Linked DNA regions of Mus musculus: all the other regions are linked to region 4. A link is a contact called in public HiCAR-type and promoter capture Hi-C data. All regions are on one chromosome and are shown on one strand. The core of a region is the stretch at or near the end of the contact, and the rest is flanking DNA. Distances in the headings are between cores, read along the strand shown. Region 1 holds the start of Ash2l (ASH2 like histone lysine methyltransferase complex subunit). Region 2 holds the start of 5830408C22Rik (RIKEN cDNA 5830408C22 gene). Region 3 holds the start of Bag4 (BCL2-associated athanogene 4). Region 4 holds the start of Kat6a (K(lysine) acetyltransferase 6A). Region 5 holds the start of Tacc1 (transforming, acidic coiled-coil containing protein 1). Region 6 holds the start of Adam32 (a disintegrin and metallopeptidase domain 32). Region 7 holds the start of D830025C05Rik (a long non-coding RNA gene).

The links. Promoter capture Hi-C pulls out the DNA fragments that hold promoters and counts their contacts. HiCAR-type assays count read pairs that join an accessible place to other places. Capture Hi-C pulls out chosen DNA fragments and counts their contacts.
Region 1: a contact with region 4 is called in a promoter capture Hi-C map of liver, with 2.6 times the contacts expected there. The contact joins the promoter of Ash2l here to the promoter of Kat6a in region 4. A contact is called at or near these places in 2 of 39 promoter capture datasets (both in liver).
Region 2: a promoter capture Hi-C map of liver shows a contact between it and region 4, with 3 times the contacts expected there. The contact joins the promoter of 5830408C22Rik here to the promoter of Kat6a in region 4. A contact is called at or near these places in 3 of 39 promoter capture datasets (hippocampal neurons and liver) and 1 of 115 datasets of contacts at active chromatin or transcription factors (large pre-B cells).
Region 3: a HiCAR-type map of astrocytes shows a contact between it and region 4, with 8 times the contacts expected there. The contact joins the promoter of Bag4 here to the promoter of Kat6a in region 4. A contact is called at or near these places in 3 of 39 promoter capture datasets (cranial neural crest, hippocampal neurons and liver) and 1 of 115 datasets of contacts at active chromatin or transcription factors (astrocytes).
Region 5: a promoter capture Hi-C map of neutrophils shows a contact between it and region 4, with 4 times the contacts expected there. The contact joins the promoter of Tacc1 here to the promoter of Kat6a in region 4. A contact is called at or near these places in 1 of 39 promoter capture datasets (neutrophils) and 2 of 115 datasets of contacts at active chromatin or transcription factors (astrocytes and large pre-B cells).
Region 6: a promoter capture Hi-C map of embryonic stem cells shows a contact between it and region 4, with 2.3 times the contacts expected there. The contact joins the promoter of Adam32 here to the promoter of Kat6a in region 4. A contact is called at or near these places in 4 of 39 promoter capture datasets (embryonic stem cells, hippocampal neurons, liver and 1 more).
Region 7: a promoter capture Hi-C map of liver shows a contact between it and region 4, with 5 times the contacts expected there. The contact joins the promoter of D830025C05Rik here to the promoter of Kat6a in region 4. A contact is called at or near these places in 5 of 39 promoter capture datasets (the 3T3-L1 cell line, the C10 cell line, hippocampal neurons and 2 more), 1 of 115 datasets of contacts at active chromatin or transcription factors (stem cell-derived neural progenitor cells) and 2 of 9 other capture datasets (adipose tissue and liver).

The regions. Positions count from the first base shown.
Region 1 is chr8:25,839,523-25,842,475 of GRCm38.p6, reverse strand. Ash2l (ASH2 like histone lysine methyltransferase complex subunit) reads left to right here and starts at 1,689. Exons shown (of 16, transcript NM_011791.3): 1 at 1,689-1,894; 2 at 2,401-2,464; 3 at 2,588-2,733. The coding sequence starts at 1,719.
Region 2 is chr8:25,100,522-25,103,842 of GRCm38.p6, reverse strand. It overlaps 5830408C22Rik (RIKEN cDNA 5830408C22 gene), which reads right to left and starts at 1,664. Exons shown (of 2, transcript NR_155282.1): 1 at 1,632-1,664. Plekha2 (pleckstrin homology domain-containing, family A (phosphoinositide binding specific) member 2) reads left to right here and starts at 2,032. Exons shown (of 12, transcript NM_031257.3): 1 at 2,032-2,183.
Region 3 is chr8:25,783,791-25,786,717 of GRCm38.p6, reverse strand. Bag4 (BCL2-associated athanogene 4) reads left to right here and starts at 1,509. Exons shown (of 5, transcript NM_026121.3): 1 at 1,509-1,819. The coding sequence starts at 1,547. It overlaps Lsm1 (LSM1 homolog, mRNA degradation associated), which reads right to left and starts at 1,127. Exons shown (of 4, transcript NM_026032.1): 1 at 1,001-1,127. The coding sequence starts at 1,046.
Region 4 is chr8:22,858,225-22,861,222 of GRCm38.p6, reverse strand. It overlaps Kat6a (K(lysine) acetyltransferase 6A), which reads right to left and starts at 1,677. Exons shown (of 18, transcript NM_001081149.2): 1 at 1,591-1,677. Gm46036 (a long non-coding RNA gene) reads left to right here and starts at 784. Exons shown (of 3, transcript XR_001778526.2): 1 at 784-969.
Region 5 is chr8:25,200,119-25,203,091 of GRCm38.p6, reverse strand. It overlaps Tacc1 (transforming, acidic coiled-coil containing protein 1), which reads left to right and starts at 1,550. Exons shown (of 13, transcript NM_177089.5): 1 at 1,550-1,970; 2 at 2,886-2,973. The coding sequence starts at 1,807.
Region 6 is chr8:24,947,111-24,950,206 of GRCm38.p6, reverse strand. Adam32 (a disintegrin and metallopeptidase domain 32) reads left to right here and starts at 1,403. Exons shown (of 22, transcript NM_153397.2): 1 at 1,403-1,487. The coding sequence starts at 1,412. Adam9 (a disintegrin and metallopeptidase domain 9 (meltrin gamma)) reads left to right here. Exons shown (of 22, transcript NM_001270996.1): 22 at 1-596.
Region 7 is chr8:25,594,801-25,597,897 of GRCm38.p6, reverse strand. It overlaps D830025C05Rik (a long non-coding RNA gene), which reads right to left and starts at 1,415. Exons shown (of 1, transcript XR_003947362.1): 1 at 1-1,415. It overlaps Letm2 (leucine zipper-EF-hand containing transmembrane protein 2), which reads left to right and starts at 402. Exons shown (of 11, transcript NM_001364069.1): 1 at 402-623; 2 at 1,453-1,536. The coding sequence starts at 1,490.

The DNA of each region.
Region 1 (2,953 bases), core at 440-2,939, 3.0 Mb before region 4:
TTATAAATAGCTGTATTCAGTTTTCAAATATGTTATTCAGGGGTTTCCAACTAGTCAAAACGCAGAGATTGGTTAACTGTGGGGTACCCAGTCCCAGTGGGTATATCTCCAACATCATACCTAAGGCTCAGAAAACATTGAGGGAGAGGGGAACAGAGAGACTGTAAAAGCCAGGGGACTGGGACCTGTGCCATGAAGTGATGGCTATCAGGAACGACCCATGACGTCACAACAATATGGCTGCCCAAATGAGATCTAACTATGGCAATCCTAATAGACATATTAACATGGAAGGGGGAAATCTCTAAAAAGTCATGCATTTGAGAGGGTAAGGTGGGGCATGGGGGGGGGAGGATCGGTCCCCATTCACACAACAGTTGTTATGATGTCTAGGGAGGCTTGGGAGGTGAACGTTTGCTGGTGGAGGTAAGTCACTGGGGGCAAGCTTACACGAAAAAAGTGAAGCCGCTTCCTTGAAGTTCTCCCTGTCTGCTTGGTGATTCTGATAGAGAATTCGAGCTCTCAGCCTTGTCTGATAGTCACCATTTCAGATCCTTGCTGCCTTATCTCCCCACCATCATGGATTCTTATCTCTTTGAACCCCCCTCAACCAAGATCCCCCCTCCCCTTGCTTAAGATATTTTTGGTCATGGCGGCACTTTCTCCTAACAACTGCAAAGTATCAATGATCTCTAATCCCTAAGTGTGTTTGTTTTAAAACAGCAAATTTATGGTCCGTGAGATGGCCCAGTGGGCAAAGGCGGCACTTGCTTGCCAAGCCTGAGCTAGATTCCTAGAACTCACATAGTGGAGGGAAAGAAAGCTCTTCTCACCATATTGTCCTCTCACCTGTCCAGTGCACTATGCCACATACATGCGCACACATCCGTAAAGCGCACACACACGCGGAGGATGGGGGTGAGGCGGCAGTTTCTATTTTGCTAGGGTTTAGAGCCCACCCATATGCTTGCACTCAGTCCAGGGGTTTAGCTACCAGCAGACATCCCTTTCTTACTCGTTTCTGCCCTTCTCGCTAAGGCCCAAACCTTGCTGAATTCTGTCCTCTGCTAGCACTCTCGCCTGGAGCTCTACTTCCCTCCGTGAACTAGCAATTCGTGTTCCTCGAGCGCACAGCACTTCTAGCCTCCTCTGGCCAGATGTTTCTTTTCCTAACGTCTTTTCCACCCACAACTACCTCGGGCTCTCTGGAATCAGACCTCTAGTCTCTCCAAAAGCCGCCTGGAAACGGGGCTTCTGGCGGCCAGCTACGCAGTTACAGACGCTCCCGGCAGGTGTGAGCCAGAGTGCTCCTTTGTTGTTGTTTGGAAGTTTCCTACGTTTTAGGGTTTTAGTATGATCGCCTGCTCCGCACAGTGTAAAGGGGAGTCTCTCACATCCTCATATGTGCCGTGATTTCCACTCTTAGCCACGACTATGAGCAGGCGTTTTGAATAATTCAAGTCCCAAGAGGAAAGCAAAGGACAGACCTCCTAAGTGGCTCCCTTCAAACCTGGGCAATCCGAGTTGCGCCCTGCCTTTTTCTTTCTTCCTTTCTTTTTTTTTTTTTTTCTGGCCTTAAAGCGGCGGACTCAAAGTGCGTCCTTCCCAAGTAAGTGGCGGGCCCCCCAACAAAAGGTCTTTCCCACTTTAAGAGCGCCGTGCGTGGCGGCAACTCGCCGCATAGATATATTCTCGCGAGAGCTTGGGAAGGAGCAGCGATGGCGGCGGCTGGAGCGGGTCCTGGTCCGGGAGTCAGCGCCGGCCCTGGTCCCGGAGCCGCTGCAAGTGCCACAACGGCGGAGGACCGAGAGACAGAGCCGGTGGCCGCGGGGGCTGGCGAGGGGCCGTCAGCCGCCCCGGGAGCGGAGCCCAGCTCCGGAGAGGCCGAAAGTGGGTAAGGCAATCCACTCGCAGCCCCGGGGACGCGCGAGGGCCCGCCCCTCGTGGAAGCCCGCGGCTCGCGCCGCCCGGTGTCGCCCTCCGGATCCAGGTCCCGCAGCCAACGGCTCGGCCCGCCCGCCCACCCGGTACCCTCCGCAACCCCGCTGGCTGCTTGCTTGTGGACTCCAAGCCGCTCCTCGGCTCCTCGGCTCCCATCAGCACCAGTGTGAGCCAAGAGCGTTTCCCCCTCTAGCGCCCCGGAAGACCTCGCTGATCCCTCTTGCAATGCTTGGTCCTGAAAGCACTGAGGACGGCAGCCTCCCGTCGTTAGCCCAGTGCACTAGGAATCCCTGGGCCGCGAACACATTTGTCTTGCTTGACAACCTCCCTCCTAATACTCAGGATTGTTCTCTCGTGGGCATCCCGTTCAGGACATGAAAAAGATATACCCTCCGTATTTGGACCATTGTGTTTTTCTGTTTAGGAAAGGCCATTTTGATGTTTGTCTTTTCATTATAGGGATGCAAACTTGGTTGATGTAAGTGGTCTGGAGACAGAATCTTCTAATGGAAAAGATACTTTGGTAAGTATTTCCTCTGAGGCCTTTGGAAGGCGAACTAGATTTGGTTTTAAAATGTTTAATCTATTTTTTTTTTTTTAAAAAGTAGTCAGGCCATTTGATTCTCTTATTGCCCTGTGGCTCCAGGAAGGTACCGGAGACACTTCAGAAGTGATGGATACCCAGGCGGGCTCTGTGGATGAGGAGAATGGGCGGCAGTTGGGAGAAGTGGAGTTGCAGTGTGGGATATGTACAAAATGGTTCACCGCTGACACCTTTGGAATAGACACGTCGTGAGTACATTTCATGGCCTTCTAGACAGCATGATCCTGGAGAGATGGCTTAGCATTTTAGATCACTAGTTACCCTTTCAGGGGTTTGGGCTTGATTCCCAGTATTCACATGGCAGCTCAAGGAACCCCAGTTCTGGGGTGGAAGGGGAAATTATGTAATCATATTTCTTTTTTTTTAATTAATTTATTTATTTTATGTATATGAGTACACTGTAGCTAT
Region 2 (3,321 bases), core at 415-2,914, 2.2 Mb before region 4:
CTTCTGGCTCTTCAGGATATTGAAGGCGGATTTCTCTGCGGCCCAGAAGGGTACACACAGGTTCCTACCTTGTCTTTGTTGGAAACTGAGGCCTTTGGCTTCTCTGCCTGCCAGGCAGCCAATACAGTAGTGCTCAGAAAATATTTGTGGGTCTGTGACTGGGTGAGTCAGGCAGGCCTCACAGGAGCCGTTTTATGGGTTTTAATAGGAACCATACCGTGAAATCCGAAGCACCACGGCACTGCTGCTTAGCGATCACCCCAGCGGGAGTTTTGGGCAGCACTCATTCAGCAAATTTAACCTGAGCTGATGGTTTAGAGCAGCCTCCATTTTACGGTAAAAATGACCATCTCGTTAAAAAAAAAAAAAAAAAAAAGTACATAGCACCTTTGTGTAGGAAGGAAACCCCGCAAGAATTGACTCGCTTGACCCAGATATAGAAACTGAGGCACTGAGCGGGGTCACGGGTCACCAGCTGCCTAAGGAATGGGAGCCGGTTAGGAGAAATGCTACTTGAAGCCCCAATGCAGGGCAAGGGACCTCCTCAAACGTACAAAATTGACGTTGATGTTTATTTCAAGGGAAATGGCTCCCCTCTCCCCACCTCGTTTTCTTTTCCTTCCTCATTCAGAGCATAATGTTCTAAAGCAAACGTCTTTTTTTCACACCTGAGCGAACTGGGCGGCTCATTTTCGCTTTGGCTATCAAAATAGAAGAGGAAGCGCCTGCGGTTTCATCAGGGGAGCTTTCGGGGCGTGTGCTGCCGGGCGTCCCGCCTTCCTGCCGGCTCACCTGGCTGCAGCCCTCAGCCCCCAGGCTGCCAGGCTGCCTTTGCCTCGCACCGTACTTCCCACCCGCGAAGCCAGGCCTAGTCCTGCAGAGCTTCCGGGGGCGACTTTTTCACTACACACTCCGAGTACCTTGGACCCACACGGCTGACATCAGCATCCTCCTCCCCGCCCCCAGCCCCCAAAGCCGCATCTCTCGGTGCTCGGTCCCTGGGCTGACAATTTTACCGTAAAATTGAGTCCACTTTGTCTGCCTGGCGTTACTTATATTTAAATGTCAATGTCTCCACGAGGGAGGCCTGCGTTAGACCGGACAGACCTGCCCTCTACTGACTGGGGACCCAGAACAAGTTACCTAATGTCTTGGAGTCTCGGTTTCCTCATCGGCCCCAGCACCGGATTGATACCTACGGGTTGCTGTGTGACTGAAGGGCGAGGGCGCTGGAGTTCTGTCTGGTCACCCTAGGCTGAACCTATCGAATCCAGCTTCTCTTTCCCACTTCTCTCCGTGCTCCAAGAAGGGCCAGGCAAGCTGGGTCAGGGCGTTGGCGACCCTCTTAGCTCCGGGGGGTGCACTTTAGACCGCAGGGGGCGATGCGTTCCTCTCTCCACCCCTAAACTCCCAACGCCCCCTCGCCCTCCGGGCAGCCGCGGTTTGGGCCGGCTGCACAGTGCGCAGAAGTAGGCTCGGGACGTGACGGTCGAGCACCCCATCGCGGACACCTGCTGCAGCCGGGTTACATCCCACCAACCTCCTCCCCCCCGCCATCCCCCGCTGCTGTCCCCTCGAGGTCTCCGCACCCCTCTCCTCCCCCCTGGAGGCCCGAGGAGCATTGTACTCACATCCGGGGCTGGGTTTTGCTTTAATGTGAAACGAAATTAACCCGGAAAAAAAGAGTCGAGAGACGGCCTTGGAGGACAGCTGAGGATAAGGGAGAAGTGTGCCGCAGGACAGGCGGGAAGCGAAGCCCCGAGGCGCAGAGCTCTGGGACCCGATGCGACCCTTGCTGCGCAGAGCGCGGTGAGTCGGGCAGAGAGGCGCAAGGGTCCGGGCGCGGAGGGCAGAGAGGGGAGCAGGGCGGCTGGGTTTGCTTGGTGGCGCCAGTCCGGGTGGTGGACGGCGACCGGAGGTGGCCCAATGGGCCACCTCCCCTAGCTCCCAGGAAAGCCCCAAATGCAGCCCCTCCTCCAGTGCACTGGCGCCTCCTGGGTGACCAAGGTCGCCACCGCCAGGGGTCGGGCTGTGGGGTGGGGCGTGTGGGGGCGGTGTCCTGTGGAGCTGCAGATTCTCACGTTTGCAGCGGCGAAACTTCTCCGAGGTTCAAGCACAGGGGTGGTAGCCCCTCAAGGACTGCCCGGGCAGCGGGTAGGGGAGGAGCGCAGAGAACGTCCCAGGCAAGTCCCTCAGGCACGAGTTGGGTGTTGGAGCCTCTTCCTTCTCCTTCTCACTCCTTTTTAACTTGGCGCGGGCCTAGAATGCTACCCTGGGGAGACTCCTCCTTTCGTCTGCTCCCGCCATGGGCTTCTGGGATTCCTGGCAATGGAGGTGACTTGGTGGAAAACGTAGGTCGGTTCCAGGTTAGGTAACCCTTTCGAGGGGAAGCCTCAAAAGGCTGTCCCCTTTAACGTCCGCGCTTCCCTGTTCTGCTCAGCCATGGAGACTTAAAATTTAAAAGGAAAAGAAAAGAAGAAAGGAGAGATGGGGCCAGGTCGTGTGGGAAGGGAAAAAAAGTATCAGGGCATGACCAGGGCACCCTTGTACACCTTCTGCCCTGGGCAGCCCTGCCCCGAGTCTTTCACCTTTAAGGCTTCCTTCCTTCGTGAACATCTTCCGTTTGTACTCCTTCTGTCCCTGATTGGACTCAATTAAGAGTTTTTCAGAGGCGCATAAACACTAGAGGAGGAGCAGGGGAGAACGAACCAGTTGCGGCTCCTGGGAGCATTTTGGTTTGCAGTAGAGGCTGAAGTTCCAAAATTGTGCTAGTGTTCTTAATGTCTTTGATTAGCTGTCCCCCATCCCCCACTCTTTCTTTGTTGCCTCCCACTCCTCCACCCCCCCACCCCCCTCCAGGAGGAGTATAACGCTTCCAGCAACAGCTAAGCAGAAGACACAGGAAGGGTAGAAGTTTTATCTTCAACTTGGTTGCATCTAGTGACTTGTTAATAATAATGATAATAACTTGGTAATAAGAACGTACTGAGTTAGCAGTGGGCCAGCAGCTCACCGGGTCTTTAGGGAGTTGTCAGACTAGTGAAGGACCCTGGCTGTGCAGAGCATCAAACTGGAGTCCCTGGTGTTTGGAGAAGCCAGAGGAGGATTTCTGAAGCATAATCAGTGGCCTTGGCAGAGTTTAGCTTTCCCTGGGTGCTGCCTGAGGCAGGGTTCTAAGAAGAGTAGAGTTTGTTGAGCAAATGAATGAAAGCTATCACTGAGAAGAAACAGAAGAAAGGTGGGGCCTCAGGTTGTGTCAGGCAACGTTTCTCTAGCTATTGTCTTTAGACTGATGAGTCCTTTGGCTGTATCTGCAGATGT
Region 3 (2,927 bases), core at 260-2,759, 2.9 Mb before region 4:
AAGGCAGGAAGATTTCTGAGTTCCAGGCCAGCCTGGTGTACAAGGTGAGTTCCAGATCAGCCAGGGCTATACAGAGAAACCCTGTCTCGAAAAACCAAAAAAAAAAAAAAGTTATATTCAAGGAATCATACACAGGTAAGAATTCGGGGCGGGGGAATGAAAGTGGAGGCTGGAGAGATGGTTCAGAAGAGCACGTGTTGCTCTTGCAGAAGATCTGAGTTCCTTTCTCAGCACCCACACTGTGACTCTGTAACTCGGTCCATAACTCCAATTCCAGAGGATCCCAAGAAGAGAAAGTCATCTGGCTTCGTGGATACCAATATGCCCGTGGTTTAATTACATGTAGACGAGACATAAATACACAATAAATTAAACCTTTTAAAACCGAAATTGTAACCTCTTTATTTTTACAGGACTAACCTCCTTTTAGTAAAAGCAAAACTGTCAAACAGAAAAGAGTAAGTTTGAAGTGACTTAGCATTCGCAGAAAATCCCGTTATTACGTCCGGCACCTGTCTCTACAACTTTAATCTGAAAGTGCTAATGACCCTTACAGAAAAAGGAGAGTGCTAGTGGCTATACAACAGAAAGCCTACGTTCTCTGCTAATTAAATTCAACTGCTGTTGTCGGGTCTGGTGAGTCCTTTCTAGAAGCAATCTCCATCCATTCACTGTCAAACGCCTTACGAGGGGCGCAGCATCCGACTTGGGAACGCGAAGTGGCTCAGGCGACTTCCTTCGCGTGCTCTGCCCTTCACGTTCCCAAGTCGGATGCTGCGCCCCTCGGAAGGCGTTTCACAGCTTGGGGGGCGGGGGGCGGGGAGGTGTTACCCGCTCAAGGACAGAGAAGGCAGCTTGGGAAAAGGCTCCGTCCGAGGCTGTGAAGGCAGAACCACCCCGCCCGGGCCCAGAGATCACTCTCTGGGCCCTTGTCGAGGGACGCCCACTCGAAAAGGGGTCCCACACCAGGCTTCCCCCGAGGGAGAGGTTAGGTACTCACTGTCGATGTCCTCGATGAGGCTGGCGGTGCCGGGCATATAGTTCATGTTTGAGCTCTCGCAAGGCTGCACCGGACGGCCGCGAGGGCGTCCAGTCGCCCGTCGGCGGGACGCGGACGGGAACCGGCCGCTCACCTGCAGCTCAGACACCGCTAGTCGCCGGAAGCGTTTCAGGTGACCCCACCCACTTCCGGTATCGCCTGCCCGTCCGCCGAAAGAGGCGTGCCGGGCGTGTTGCCAGTCGGTGGCCGACCACGTTCTCTTCCCCTCCAGTCAGTGCAGTGAAGTCCAGGTCGGAAGGGCGGAGGATAGGCGTTTCCTCACGCGTGACGAGCGCTGCCCCTCGCCTCGCTTTCCCGACCCGAGGCCCGGATTGACCCGTACCGTCCATGACCGTTCCGCGCTCGGCGTGCAAGGGGCGGGACCGGCTCGGGATTGGCTGTAGCCGTCCTATCCCCCTCCGCCGCTCGCCAATAGCGGCCTCCCGCAGGCGCCTGCGCAATGGGACGGTCGTGGGGGGCGGGAAGCGCTTCGCGGCAGCGGAGCCCATGTCGGCCCTGAGGCGCTCGGGCTACGGCCCCAGTGACGGCCCTTCTTACGGCCGCTACTACGGGCCCGGGGGAGGCGATGTCCCGGTGCACGTACCTCCGCCCTTATACCCCCCTCTTCGTCCGGAGCCTCCCCAGCCTCCGGTTTCCTGGCGAGGGCGCGGGGGCGCCCCGGCCGAGACCACCTGGCCGGGCGAAGGCGCAGGTGGCGATGGCTACTACCCCTCGGGAGGCGCCTGGGCAGAAGCGAGCAGAGCCGGGGGAGGCCACCAGGTAAGCTTCGAAGTCTTTTCCGGGGCTCCAGTCGGGAAGTCTTGGGCAGAGGTGAGGACATTTGGGGGTTTTATACTTAGGGTCTGTTAGGACTCGGGTCTCTGATTTGTTCTTCTTTTGGGGACGGTGCAGAGACGAGGACCAGAGATGCGAGGGGAGCTAGGCTTGGGTTCCATTTGTCCCTTCGTTTTGTTTGTTTGTTTGTTTGTTTTTGCTTTTTTTTTTAACTTCAGCCATCATAAGTGTTCTTGTTAACCACGAAAAAAAAAAACGAAAAAATATTCTGCGCTGACTTCCTAAGCTTAGTAGCAGGCTGCAGGATCTCTTTCCCGAGAGCGTAGGTTAGCGTGATTGGGCTGTAACAATTTATCCTGCGTGGCTCGGGGAGCTGCAGCCCCAGCCCTTACTCAGCAGCCCCTCCCACGGGGAAGGGATCGAAACGGGGCGGGCTGATCACTTAGTTCCTTATCACTAAAGCTTTGCCTGGAATTGAATCAGGAGGGATCAATGTTGCAAAGTACCTTAATGTTCTATTTAATCATCGCAAGACTGCAAGACAGATGTTATTAATGCTTCCCAATTTTTGAATGGAGAAGGCTCTGAGAGACCGACTTGCTTAGTATGTTTGGACCTGTAACATTTTGTTGCTTGCATACATGCCAAAAGTGTGTTTCTATTTTATCTTCGTATGGGGCTATCATTCTAGGATGGTGGCACACATCTTTTGGCCTTTGTAACATTCTTACTTGCAGAAAATTAATTATAAAATTCTCACATATCCACGACGGGATTGTAAAATAGTACAGTGCTTTGGAAAATAGCTGGGTCGTTCCTAAAACTTCTGACAGAGAGTTAATTTATGATCTAGCAGGTCTACTTGTAAGTATACTCAAGAAATAGAAAACAAGGGCTGAAAAAACAAAAAACGACAAAAAAAAAGTCTGCTGGTGGTGGCGGCGCATGCCTTTGATCCCAACACTTGGGAGGCAGCCGGATTTCTGAGTTTGAGGCCAGCCTGGTCTACAAAGTGAGTTCCTGGACAGCCAGGGCTACACAGAGAAACCCTGTCTTGAAAAAAAAACAAAAAACAAAAAAACAAAACAAAACA
Region 4 (2,998 bases), core at 428-2,927:
AAATGCAGATACATGTAAAATCGTACAATACAGAAAACAAGTAACTGCCTATGATCTGATAAAAATGTAAATTTGAGATTGCTATCTCAGAATGTACATTAGTCAATAAAACAAAAACAAATATACTACTACCTCTGAACTTGTTCCTCCAAAACTAAGTGTAACTTTGAACTTCTCATGTTTTGGAGCACGTGTACAATATAAACACAGCAAAAAAGGGGCGGGGGCACCCCTTCAGCAACTATTCCCAACAGTGTGCAGGCAAACGGGAGACTAATACATGAGGAATGAAATAGTACTAGTAAGAAAAAAAGCATTAGCACCCGGGGCCAAAATGTATTTCAAAATTAGCTAACTAAAAGAAGTACCCCCCTCCCCAGGAGGGGTGCTTCATATTAGTGGAGGTTTTACGAGGACAAACATCAGAATTATTACCCAAGGGATGTTTCTGATATAGACACTAACTTTAAAGTAACCAGGACTAAGACCTAAGAAGGTGGGAACACCCTATGTGGCTGAGTTTTCAGGTGAAAAAGAATGAATGACAGTCACACATTGTCTTTCCGGCCGGAAGTTTCCCCAATCTGCGAGTCTGCACAAACCAACGCTCTGAAGATCTGAACCCTAACTCTCAGAAAGTACACTCGCGAGCTAGAAAGAAAGACCAGCCGGGCTCGCAAAGCCCTTCCCGCTCTCTCTCCCAACCCAAAACACATCTGCGCGCGCCCTCGATTTAAAGCCCAAGGAACTTTAAAAAAAACTTGAAGCGGCAGAGCCCCGCAGTTTGCCAGCGGACCGCTTCGCCGGTCCCATTCTATGGAAACACAGCCCGGAGAGTAAGTTAACAATGAAATCACGTGGAGTTAGGAGCATAGTAAGCTCTAGCCCCAGCTCCTCCGAGCTCTTCGCTCCAAGGGGTCGGCTCAGAAGAGCAGCAAGGGGGACACCGGCTGTGACGGAGCCTGACAGGTAGGGCAGGTCCGGCCCAAAGTCGCGGAGCTCTTGACAGGCAAGCCCGCCGCCACCCGTCCCGGCTAGGGGCTGACAGTCCGACAGACACAACACCACACGTGCTGCCTGCTCCAGACCACTGCACCCACCAGGCTGTCACCCTGCACCGCTCAACCCCGCTCGGATCTCCGCGCACTCCGCACAGCCCGGAGTGCGCGCCCGCCCGGCGCCGGGAGCGGCGGGAGCGGCGGGCGGGCGGGCGGACGGACGGCGGGCGCGCCCCCGAGGGAGAGCGGGCGAGCCCGCACAGCAGCCCCAGGCTCCGCGGCCTGGCTGCTCGGCGCCAGGGAGCCCCGGCTCCCGGAGTGGGCCGCCGGCGGAGCTAGGGCGGCGGCGGCGGCGGGCCCGTCGGCGCGAGCCCGGAGGGCGGGCGCGGGCCGGGCCGCGGAGTCGGACGCGAGGGGGCGGCCGCGGCGCCCAGCCCGAGGCCTGGCGCAGAGCAGCGGGGAGGCGGCGCAGGCCGCGGCGGGGCCTGCAAGCGGCCCGCCGTCCCCGCGAGGCGCCGAAGCAGACTCCGGGGCGGCCTAGCCTCGGGCTCGGCAGCTGGGAGCGACCGGGGGCGGCCCCTCGGCTCCTTACCTGGGGGGAAGACAGCCGGGATCCCGGGGGCCCGGGCCGGACCGCGGAGATGCCCCAAACTGACACGGCCGCCATCTTGGAGACAGTGAGCTCCGACTGGGGGGAGGGGAGGCCAAGCGGCGGAACAGCCGCGGGGGGAGGGGAGCGTCGCGAGGGAACGGCTGCCTGGGGAGGGAGCGGGAACAGCCTGCGCGGGCGGGCGGGAGGGAGGGAGCGGAGGAGCGCGGGAGGGGGGCGGCCGGTAGCTGGAAGAGCCGGCTCGTCGCCGGGAAGGGCCGGAGGGCGGGGCCACGGGGGGCGGGGTGGAGGGAGCCGCTGGGCGGGTCACGTGGGGCGGGTACAAAAGGCCGAAGCCCGGGTGGAAGCGGGAGTTGGCCGGGCTGGAGGCCAACAGCTGGGGGCGTCCCCTCCTCCTTTCTCACGCGCAGCGATCGGGCAGAATGGCGAGGCCACAGGCGGAAGGTGCACCCGGATTATACAGCCCGGGAAACTTGGAGCGGGCGGGCGGGCGGGCGGGCGGGCGGGCGGGCGCTTGGGTGGGGCGGCTTCGGCGCGACGCCGAAACCTCGGAGCTAGGAAGCTCGGAGCTCCCGGCGCGCGGCGTCCGCCCGGGTTCCCAGGCCCTTGTTAGCGCCCGGGGGCGTGCACCCGCGGCTGCCTTGCAGGGTCGGGGACACACACACACACACACACACACAGTGGCTTCGGGAGCTCCGTGGCTGGGCGGGGGAACGCGGGTGGCAGGAGTTCCTTCTTTTGCCTTCGCCTTTCTGCTCACTCTGCACTCCAGCTGCTCATCCCCCCGTGGTTCAAAGAATAGTCTGGCTAGAAAGGGGAGAGGGCACGAAGTTGGACACTCCTTGTCAGCCAACAAGATGCCCACCTAGGGCACTTGACTGACCCCCCTGCCCGCAAGTCACTAAACCTTGGAAACATGTTTATAAGAAACACCACCCACCGAGCTCGGTTTCTAGGACTTGGACAAGGTCACACAGCTATTATGGCACGGTTGCTTGTGGAACCTGGGTCTTTCTCTTCTTTTCCTACCCTGTGCAGTTTGATGGCTGAACCGCAGAGACTCTTGGCTAGGGCAAGCCTCTCCGCTACTGGCTACCTGTTTCTTTGTCTTTGGTCCACTAGAAACTCTTGAGATTGAGTCCCACACACACATACCCCTTCCCTGGAAAGACGTTAAAGCTCAACAGCTTGAGACTTGTATTGCTGCTACCCTTGCACTTGGTTTATGTCCCCTTCCTAGACTGTTAACCCCCCGCCACCTCATTTTATCATAGCTTTACCAAAAAGGAAAAAAACACCTGCTAGTCGCTGCCATAACTTTGATATTACTTTGTTGGTTTTGTGCTTTATTCACTTTACAGTTCAGGTGTAGTCGTAATGCTTTTAGTAT
Region 5 (2,973 bases), core at 301-2,800, 2.3 Mb before region 4:
TGGACTTGTGTTTGTACCATCTCTTAGGTGTTCTTGGGCATATCAAGGTTATATCTGGGTCTCTGCTGCTGATGGTTTGGGAAGCAGGATTAACCAGGCAGAGAAAGCCCTGAGGGACAAACTGTAATTCCGAGAAGTTCTGGAGTGCAGGAGCTATGCAAGGCACACGAGGATCGGGAGGAGGGAAAAAGAGGGTAGCAGTCTCGAGGAGGAGGAATGATCAAGCCCAGGTAAGGACTTACATGGGTACTATTTTCAAGCTACAGGGGTTTCTAATCTGAAGATTTGCTTGATCATAAACCCAAGACAACGACAGTTGGATAGTCTTGGCATAGTTCTTGTAGACCTAAAACAAAATGACTTCCGCTCACATTTTTAAAAAAAAAGTCTTTCAACACTTTTGACAGTCGTGTTTATCTCAGGCAAGAAGCAGTAATGGGCTCTAAAGTATACTCCTGCCTTTTTTTTTTTTTTATTATGGTAGGATACCTGCCAAGCCTTATCTTACATGTTTGCTTGTCTTTGTTATGAAGTGTATAAGACATTTGTGATTCATCTGCAGTACACGACGTGGTGCCAGCTTCTTTCAGGGTAAGCTCATGAGCATCCTGAAAATCTTCGCCTGACTTTGTTCTGAATTTTGGAGGCACACTCTCTGTGGGAATTGTAGCCACCTCACAGATTCTCTGAGACTGAGAAATGTCAGTATTATGGAAAACACACTGATGAGCTAATGGTCTCAAACTTGGCTTTGGAGGAAATGAATTCACTGGGAGAGAGGACCTGGGGCAGTCTCTTAGTGGAATCCTTCAAAGATAAAGGGGGGAAAATTCTTCTCTTCACCTTCAGAGGTAAAAGCCTTATTCTGAAGACTGTCACCAGATCTTGATGGCTCTGTACTGAAGAAGCAAAGGACATCAGAAACCAAGGACCCAGGAATTATCTGAAAAAAGCCTAAAGTTATGAAAAGAAAGAACAACAGGAAACGGCTCAGGCCGTCTTATCAGGGGGCAATTTTGCATCTATCCCAGGTCAGGGCACTCCGGAGCCCTCATGAGTGTGGCTTGGTGAGGGCAAGACAACTTCAATTCTTCTGTAACCTGGGAGCCTTCCAAATCCTGGGCGTAACAAGGATGGCGCTGACCAGTGTCAAGGATCGGGTACAACACTCTACAGAGGTTCTGAGTTGTTTTGTTTTTAAATAAGGGGCTTAACTTCTGTACAGCGCAGCTTCAGCCACGCCATTAAGTCCTAGCGGCAGGAAACACAGATAAAAGGGGAAGAGGAACAGCGCCGCGGCGCGCACACGCTCGGAAATGGACGGCGGCGGCGCGCGGCGCGCGGCAGGCGCGGATCCCGCGGGGAGGGCGAGCGCGGTCGAGCAGCCCCTGCCCAAGGCCGGGCGCGACCAGCGCGGCGGGGGGAGCGCGCTTCCAAGCGGCCGCCCCCGCGCGCCGCGCCAGTAGTTCGGTCCGAGGGGGCGGCTCCAGGGGCGCGGCTCCGCGGCGGCCGAGGCTGCTCCAGGCGGGAGCGGACCCCAGAGCCCAGCGACGCGGAGCAGGGCTGGCGGGGGAAGAAGCGGGCGGGCGAGCGGGCACGCGCGGGGGCGAGCTTCGGCGCGGCGGCCCGGAGGAGCGGGGGCGAGCGGCGCTGCGGGGCCGTGGGAGGAAGCGCTGCGCCCGGCCCGACGGCGCTCGTTGAGCCACATCCGCGGGTCGCCGGCGACGTTGCCGGCGCCTGTCAAGGCCCCTCCATTTTGAAGGAAGAGGCCGCCGTTCCCCCACCGCAGGGGCGGCAGCCGCGCTCATGGCGTTCAGTCCCTGGCAGATCCTGTCGCCCGTGCAGTGGGCCAAGTGGACGTGGTCCGCGGTGCGCGGTTCGGGCGCCGGAGAGGACGAAGCCGGAGGTCCCGAGGGCGACCCCGAGGAGGAAGAGGACTCGCAAGCCGAGACCAAATCCCTGAGTTTCAGGCAAGTACACCGCATCCCAGCCGAGATGCAGGCGGGCGCCATCCTCCCACCGCGGTCAATGCTGTGTGCGCGCAACCGTGTTCCCGGCTCTGCTGCCCGCAGCCGGGTCCCCGCTGTGTACCCGAAAGTTCGGGATGTTCTGTCTGCCCGTGTGCTTTTCGTCCTCTGTCTTCGCTGTAAGCTTTCTGAACCCAGCCCCGAATCCGCAGTCTGCGCATCCCGGTTTGCCTGGGTCGCTTTCTCGAAGCGTCGACACCCCGGCTCCGACGCAGCGGCACCGGGTAGTGGCAGTTGATAAGGCCAGGTGCGATTTGTAGCGTTTTCCCCTTGTGGGCAAGAAGTCGCTCCACCGCCCTTCTTGGCCCCGCAGTGTCCTAAAATGCAGCCTTGGTAAAAGAGGATCGCGTGATGACAGGTCCCTGGCAGCTGGTGAGAAATGGTGGTCTCTGCTGAGCTGTCACACGTGTGATTGTGGAAGGCAGGTGACGGCATTTTCAGCTTCCAGTGACTTCCAGACAGGTAGAGGCCTACGGAGAAGAACAGTATAGCTAGAATTGGCTTAGTTTGGGGGGTGGGGCGATATTAATTTTTACGCCCCTGGAAAGGGTTGATTGGGAAGTCTTTTTGTGTGTGTGTCTGTGCGTGTGAAAGGCAGCGATGACAAAAAAAAAAAAAAAAAAAAAAAAAAAAAAAAAAAAAAGGTCCTGGTGAGAAGCTTCAGAGGACGAAAGAGATTTCGGGGAGCTAGGATGCTGGGCATCGCTGAAAATGCTGCAGCCGTTCTCAGGCTGGGTTGAGGATTGGTTGGTTGTAAAGTTAGAGGCGCTGTACTTGCACTTTGGTGGCTGAGTACGTTTTAAAGGCAGTTGGAAATACCGTTGACTGTGGTAATGCCTCGTTTTTCCCCCTCGGCAGCTCGGATTCTGAAGGTAATTTTGAGACTCCTGAAGCTGAAACTCCAATCAGATCGCCTCTCAAGGAGTCTTGTGATTCATCACCGGGA
Region 6 (3,096 bases), core at 154-2,653, 2.1 Mb before region 4:
CTATGACAGGAACTGATTCAACTCTCAATTTTCTTTATGCATCATGGTAAAGCATTGCAGCAGTGTTGTTTTGTTTGAAGTGCACACTCTATGGTACGAGGTGTTTAGTATACCCAAGCAGATAGGTGTCGATCGAACAGGAGCAGGGAGAATACTTCCAACAGTTGAGGTGTTACCAAACCACTTGAGAATTCATGAGCACTTTAACTCTAAACTCTGAATTTCAAAGCTTGATGTGAAGTCCTCTAGAATGTTTACATTTACTAAGGTGTGCTGGGTCCTGTCTCTTTTGACTAATATTTTCGTAAACATTAGGCTGGAGAAAGGAAGGAAGCAGTGGTTTCCTTAGATAACTACAGAATTATACTGGTCTCTGGGATTACTCTCTCAGCTGTATTAAAATGAATTTGTACTTTGAAAGGAATGATATTGACACTAAAATTTTAAACATTTAAATTTTTTCATAATCTTTCATAAAGAAGTTTAATAATAGGTATATTAACTGAATTTCATTAGTTTTTTAAAATAATATTGTTTGTGTATATATACATATTAAAATAAAAACATTTACAACAAATAAAATACTTGAAATTCTTGTTTTGTCGTCCTCTTTATAAATACATAACTATTTGGGTTCTTCTTAATTTCAGTGTTAGGGCTTTTGGCAAATGTGACTGCACTTAAGGAAAACACATTAAAAGATAGACTGTTCATTTTTTTTTTTTTTTCAGGATACTCAAGTACTTTAGCAGTTGGGTGTGTACTAACACTGGTGAACCAGCCCTAGTGAGAAATATGGCGGTGTTGAAGGCCACAAGCCCTCAGAAATACTAAGGAGAAAGTAGTTTACTGACAGGACTCTTGACTTAAGAAGCATGTGACTAGGGCGCTGCCATTCCAGCTAGGACAAAGGCTAAAATGTAGGTTCTTATGTCAAGGATCTGCCATTGCTGTATAAATTAACCATTCTGGTAAGCTCCTAAAAAAGGAAGGTATATGAATTTTAACTGAAGTGCCACGGAGAACCAGGTTGGAAGGAAGCCTGGCGGTCCATGGGAGCAGTGTGCCTGTGGAAATGTAGACCCCAAGGAAGAAAATCAGTTTAGGCTTTCTTGAAAAATTTGTCCACGCATCTTAAAATGCAGTCGTAGTTTAGCCTTAGAAAGAGTATAAACGTATGTGTGTACTTTTTTGACCTGAGCGCCCTCGCAGCCTCTCCAGTACTGCGCATGCGGGTTTCATTGCGAAGCAGCCTGGCTCTGTTAGAGCTGGGGTAGGTGGTGGAGGGGGAGGATGGAGGCGGGGTAGGGGGTTAGGGCGCTCCAAGGACGTGGCCCACGGTGGCCCCTGGCACGTGCCCCACAGCCCCGCGCAACGGCTTTACAACTGTCTAGGTACTCCAGGAGACGCCATGCTGGGCGCCATGCTGCACACACTGCTGCTGCTGCTGCTGGCCGAGCTGGGGGCCTTGCTGGCATCAGGACCCGGTGAGCGCTCCGCAAGGCGGGTTCTCTGAGATTGGGGGCACTTTTCTTGTAGGTCTGTCGTGCACATCATAAAGCTCAAAAAATGGACCCCAAAAGAACACTTCCCAACAGCTTCTGGAAACCACTTAAACTAAAAAAACAAATACCCAGTTTCCACAAGATAACTTTACTAACACGATGTACATGCAATAATAGTTCTTCTAGAAATAGGAAAGAAAAGACATTAAGCCACAAACCCCCAGGCTCAGAGAAAATGCAGCGGTGCGTGGAAGCTGGGAAGGGGCAGAATCTTGCTTAAGTTTTGGAATCAAGTAGGGCTCGGCTACTTGACAGGCAATGATCAAGCTGTTGTGAGTCCAACTGTCCAGCAGGTGCCAGTCCAACGCTTGCCTCTAGCTCTGAGGTCTGCTAATTTGTTGAAGCTGTGGAATGCATCTTTTGAAAGGTGAAGAAGGCATGGTTGGGGCTCTGAGTGTTCTCTTCCTGGTTTATTAGAAGTAAAGAATAAAGAATGTATAGCAACATCTAAAATATCAGCCTCATATCCTTTAGGTGTTAACACGCTTCAAAACTAAGAACCGTTCTTGGGGGGGGGGGGGGAGTAGAAAGTTGGCGTCGCTTTGCATTTTGTGGATCTCCTGAACCTGTGCTTCAATAAAGGACAACTAGGTTGTGTAGCTACTGCTTCCAGTCTTGTGCTGCAGGCTTGAGTAGAAGTGCAAGAAGGAGAACTTTAGAAGCCTTTTCAAGTAGTTGTGAGCTCTCTGCTTACTACACTCACACTGGACAAACGGAAAAAGAATAGTTGCAACGTAGAATTCAAAAACATACCAGCGCCGAAACACACCAGCGCCGGGCGTGGTGGCGCACGACTTTAATCCCAGCACTCGGGAGGCAGAGGCAGGTGGACTTCTGAGTTCCAGGTCTGCCTGGTCTACAAAGTGAGTTCCAGGACAGCCAGGGCTATACAGAGAAACCCTGACTCGAAAAACAAAACAAAACAACAACAAACAAAACAAAACAAAAACACACCAGCAAGCTTTACTATTCTTTATTTTTAATTAAAATATATCACTAATTCTTTTCCATTTCCTCCCTCTAATCTGTCCACCCCAACTCCCTTGCCTTTTTATTTAATATATACTAAATCTCTCTCTCGATATCTATATCTATATCTACATAGATATAGATATGTATATACCAGCAAACTTCATGAAATTCAATTGGATATAAATATTGAATTTTGATTATTTTATGTATGCATATTTTAATATTTTAATCTATTATCTTTAATTTTTAAAACTGTGGGAAATACAAAAAATTGCCAACAGCTTTTAAAAGATTTTTTTAAAAATTTAAACTTTATTTTCCGTATATGGGTATTTTGCCTGCCTACAAGTCTGTGTACCACTTGTGGGCCTGGTGTGCTTAGAGGTCAAAAGAGGGTGAATCAGAGAAGGTTCTCTAGAACTGGGGTCACAGGCAGTAGTGAGCCACCCTGTGGATACTGGGAATTGAACCCTGGTCCTCTGGAAGAACAAACAGCCAATGCTCTTAACCTCTAAGCCATTTCTCCAGTTCCTCAAACTTTTTTTTTTTTTTTGAAAGA
Region 7 (3,097 bases), core at 166-2,665, 2.7 Mb before region 4:
ATCATCAAAGTGATGTCATCAGTGACTCCAATTTGGGTTACAAAGGCTACTATCAGACCTTACTCTGGTAGGGCCTCCATTCAAGGAGTTCTCGAGGAGTTGGCTAGACTACAGAATGTGGGCAGGCAGGGGGGGGGGGGGGACGCAGCTTTGGTCCTGTAGTACAGACGCTGCCTCAACTAACTCCGACCCAGAAGTGACTTCGCGGGCTCGTGCGGGGGACCTTGTTGCCTTCCGCGCGGCTGCCGTGAAGGACGCGAGCCAGTCCCAGGATTTGAGAGCTCATTGGATGGTAGTGGCGTCACTCGGAGTGACGTCACAGGGCGAGGCGCAGGAGGTGGAACCATGGAGACTGGGCTTCCGGCCCCTTTAGCGTGGGGGCGGGGAGGAATTGGGAAGGTAGGGTTGGGGCCTTAGTCACCTCGCAGCGGACAAGGGCTCCCTCGGCGTCTCCCGTCAACCCCGATCTCTCCCCTAAACTTTGGACATTCTCCCCTACGGTGTACCTGACCCCACTCCAACAATCCCCAGACCCACCGCAGTCCTCCCCACTTTCCGCGGAGACTACCGGCCGAGAGCCGAGGGCGCCTTTTGCACCGGTGCGGCGAGCGCGGGGTGCAGAGGTAACCCCGCAGCGCTGGGCGTGGGGTTCCCCCGAAACGCCGGGCAGACTGCCTGGGAGTGGCCCGTAGCCCCGGGGCCAAGGGCTGGGGAGCCTCCGCAACAGGCCCGGCCTCCCTCCGGAGGAGCGCTGTCCGCGGTGGGGCTGGTTTCCGAGGTGCTGTGCCCGGTTCGCGATGTTTACTTTTTAGCTGAGGTTTCCATAGGGTGGGGTTGAGGGCCTGGGGAACCTCCTTCCGGCACGATTGCGAGATCGCAGTGTTATGCCAGTAGCTGAGAAGCGGCTCGGGGTGGAGAACGGTTTTAGTTAAAGGTACAGAGCTTAGTTCGGACTCTGGAGATTCTGCATCTGCGCTTGAGCCTTTAGTAGATACCATTATGTCTTCGCTGTTCCCACATGAAATTAGTGAGAACTTTTAGACTTTTGGGTTGGTGGTAAATGAATCCAGGGTGCTTACTTTCTACTTGTATTTTCTGGTTACAGATAAAGATGTCTTTCTCCTTTTAACCGTCGCAGCAGATTATTAGACACTATTGACCAGAAATTTAAAAAATTAAAAAAAAAAAAGCCTTTGGAGGCCACATCGTCTTCAGGATCATCTTCTTAGAACCCATTTCTGTGTGTTTGGATCGAAAAAGTACCATTTTCAAATCCAGAGCTAAGAAAATACTGAGGCTTTTGTAAATGAACTTGAAGGAAATTTTACACCTTGAATATGCAAATCTCTCTCTTTGCCTTAGTTTTTCTTAAAAAAAAAAAAAAACCACCTAAATTCTCATGTTTAATTGATTCCTTTTTAAAATACTAAATTGTTTGCTTCTTTTGCCTAGGTCTCTGTGTTGGTTAGTTGAAACAAAAAAAATAAACATGGCCTTCTACAGTTATAATTCATTCTTAGCTATTTTCTGGACAAGGTAAGGCTTGGAGTTTCCCACAAAAAAAAATGTATATAAACTCATGCATCTATATGAAAAACATGTGTTGTAAAAGACGTGGTGACAAATGCGTTTAGTCCCAGCACTCAGGAGACAGAGGCAGGCTGGTCTCTGAGTTCAAGGCCAGCCTGGGCTACATATCAAGACCGTCTCAAAAATATACATAAATAAATAAAGGAAGTAACCAACAAAACAAAAAGATTGGCTTAGTACAGAAAACCTTGCTGAGTTTTCAATACATTTCAAGGAAGAACATATTTTAATTTGAACTGCTTTAGAATGTAAGCTGAGTAATTTTGGAAATACATGATAGAGGAAAATAGATGAGACAGTTTTAGAGTGGCATTTCTGTTATTGATGAAGATTACACGAGGACCTCAGGTGTAAGGAAAAGTAAAATGGCTCTTAAACAAGCTTAGCCCAGGACATGTTCCAGTCTAAGGTCCCTTGTCATCTCACTTGTGCATTCAGAAGATTAACTGAACACTCACCACTTGCCACATTCATTGTATATTTTTCCTTTTGTCCATTTATAGGCTATATTTTGATATGTTTAAAAATTGCATTAAAGAATGGGAAAAGGCCATCCTTTAGCCAAGAACAACAACAAAAATCTCCCCTTCTCTCTTTCTTTTTTCTTTCTCTTTCTTTTTTCTTCCTTCCTTCCTTCCTTCCTTCCTTCCTTCCTTCCTTTCTTTTTCTTTTTGTTTGTCTTGGGGTTTTGTTTTTGTTGTTTGTTTTGTATCTATGTCCTGGAACTCACTCTAGACCAAGGTGGCCTCCAACTCAGGCATCTGCCCACTTCTGCTCCTGAGTGCTGGGTTTAAAGGTGTGCACCACTCTTGACTGACTGGCTGCTTGGTGCTATCTCTACTTGGCTGTGTTTTATTTATGTTCTAGCTTAACTACAGGATTAGAATATAAAAACCATTGGTCGAAGTGCTCAATTCTAATTCCTATTTTTCAAAGTCTCTTGAGTAATTTCAGGGAGATTATATTTCATCCCTTTGAGGGAATCTATAGACACATGGACAAAACAGTATCACCTGATTGGTTAATCCTCACAGGGACTATGAAGTTGTTTCATCAAAATGTTCTTGGTTGTCAGTAGAGTAGCTAACAGTCAGAGCTTCGGCTACTTTATGAGAGTAGAGACAGTACTGTCATATCATCCCTGACAGAAATATGTTTTTGAATAGATACTTTTTCTAATAAGACATTTTAAATCTTTTTGTTGCTTAACTACTCAAAAAGAGCATGCCCCTGACACCCTTTTGGAGATCACAGGGCATCTTATGAAAGTCAGTTCTATCCTTCTACCATCCGGGTCCCAAGGATTTAACCAGGGTTTGACAGCAAGTGCTTTTACACCCTTGAACTATCTCACTGGCCACTAGATGTTTACATTAATAGTTTCAGAACTTGGAACTTGCTATAGCAAATTACTCTTCAGAATTAACTTACTGATATTTTTCATAAGAATATGTTCAATGATTGAGCACAACTCAGCTATTTGAACACTTGCCTAGCATATGTGAAC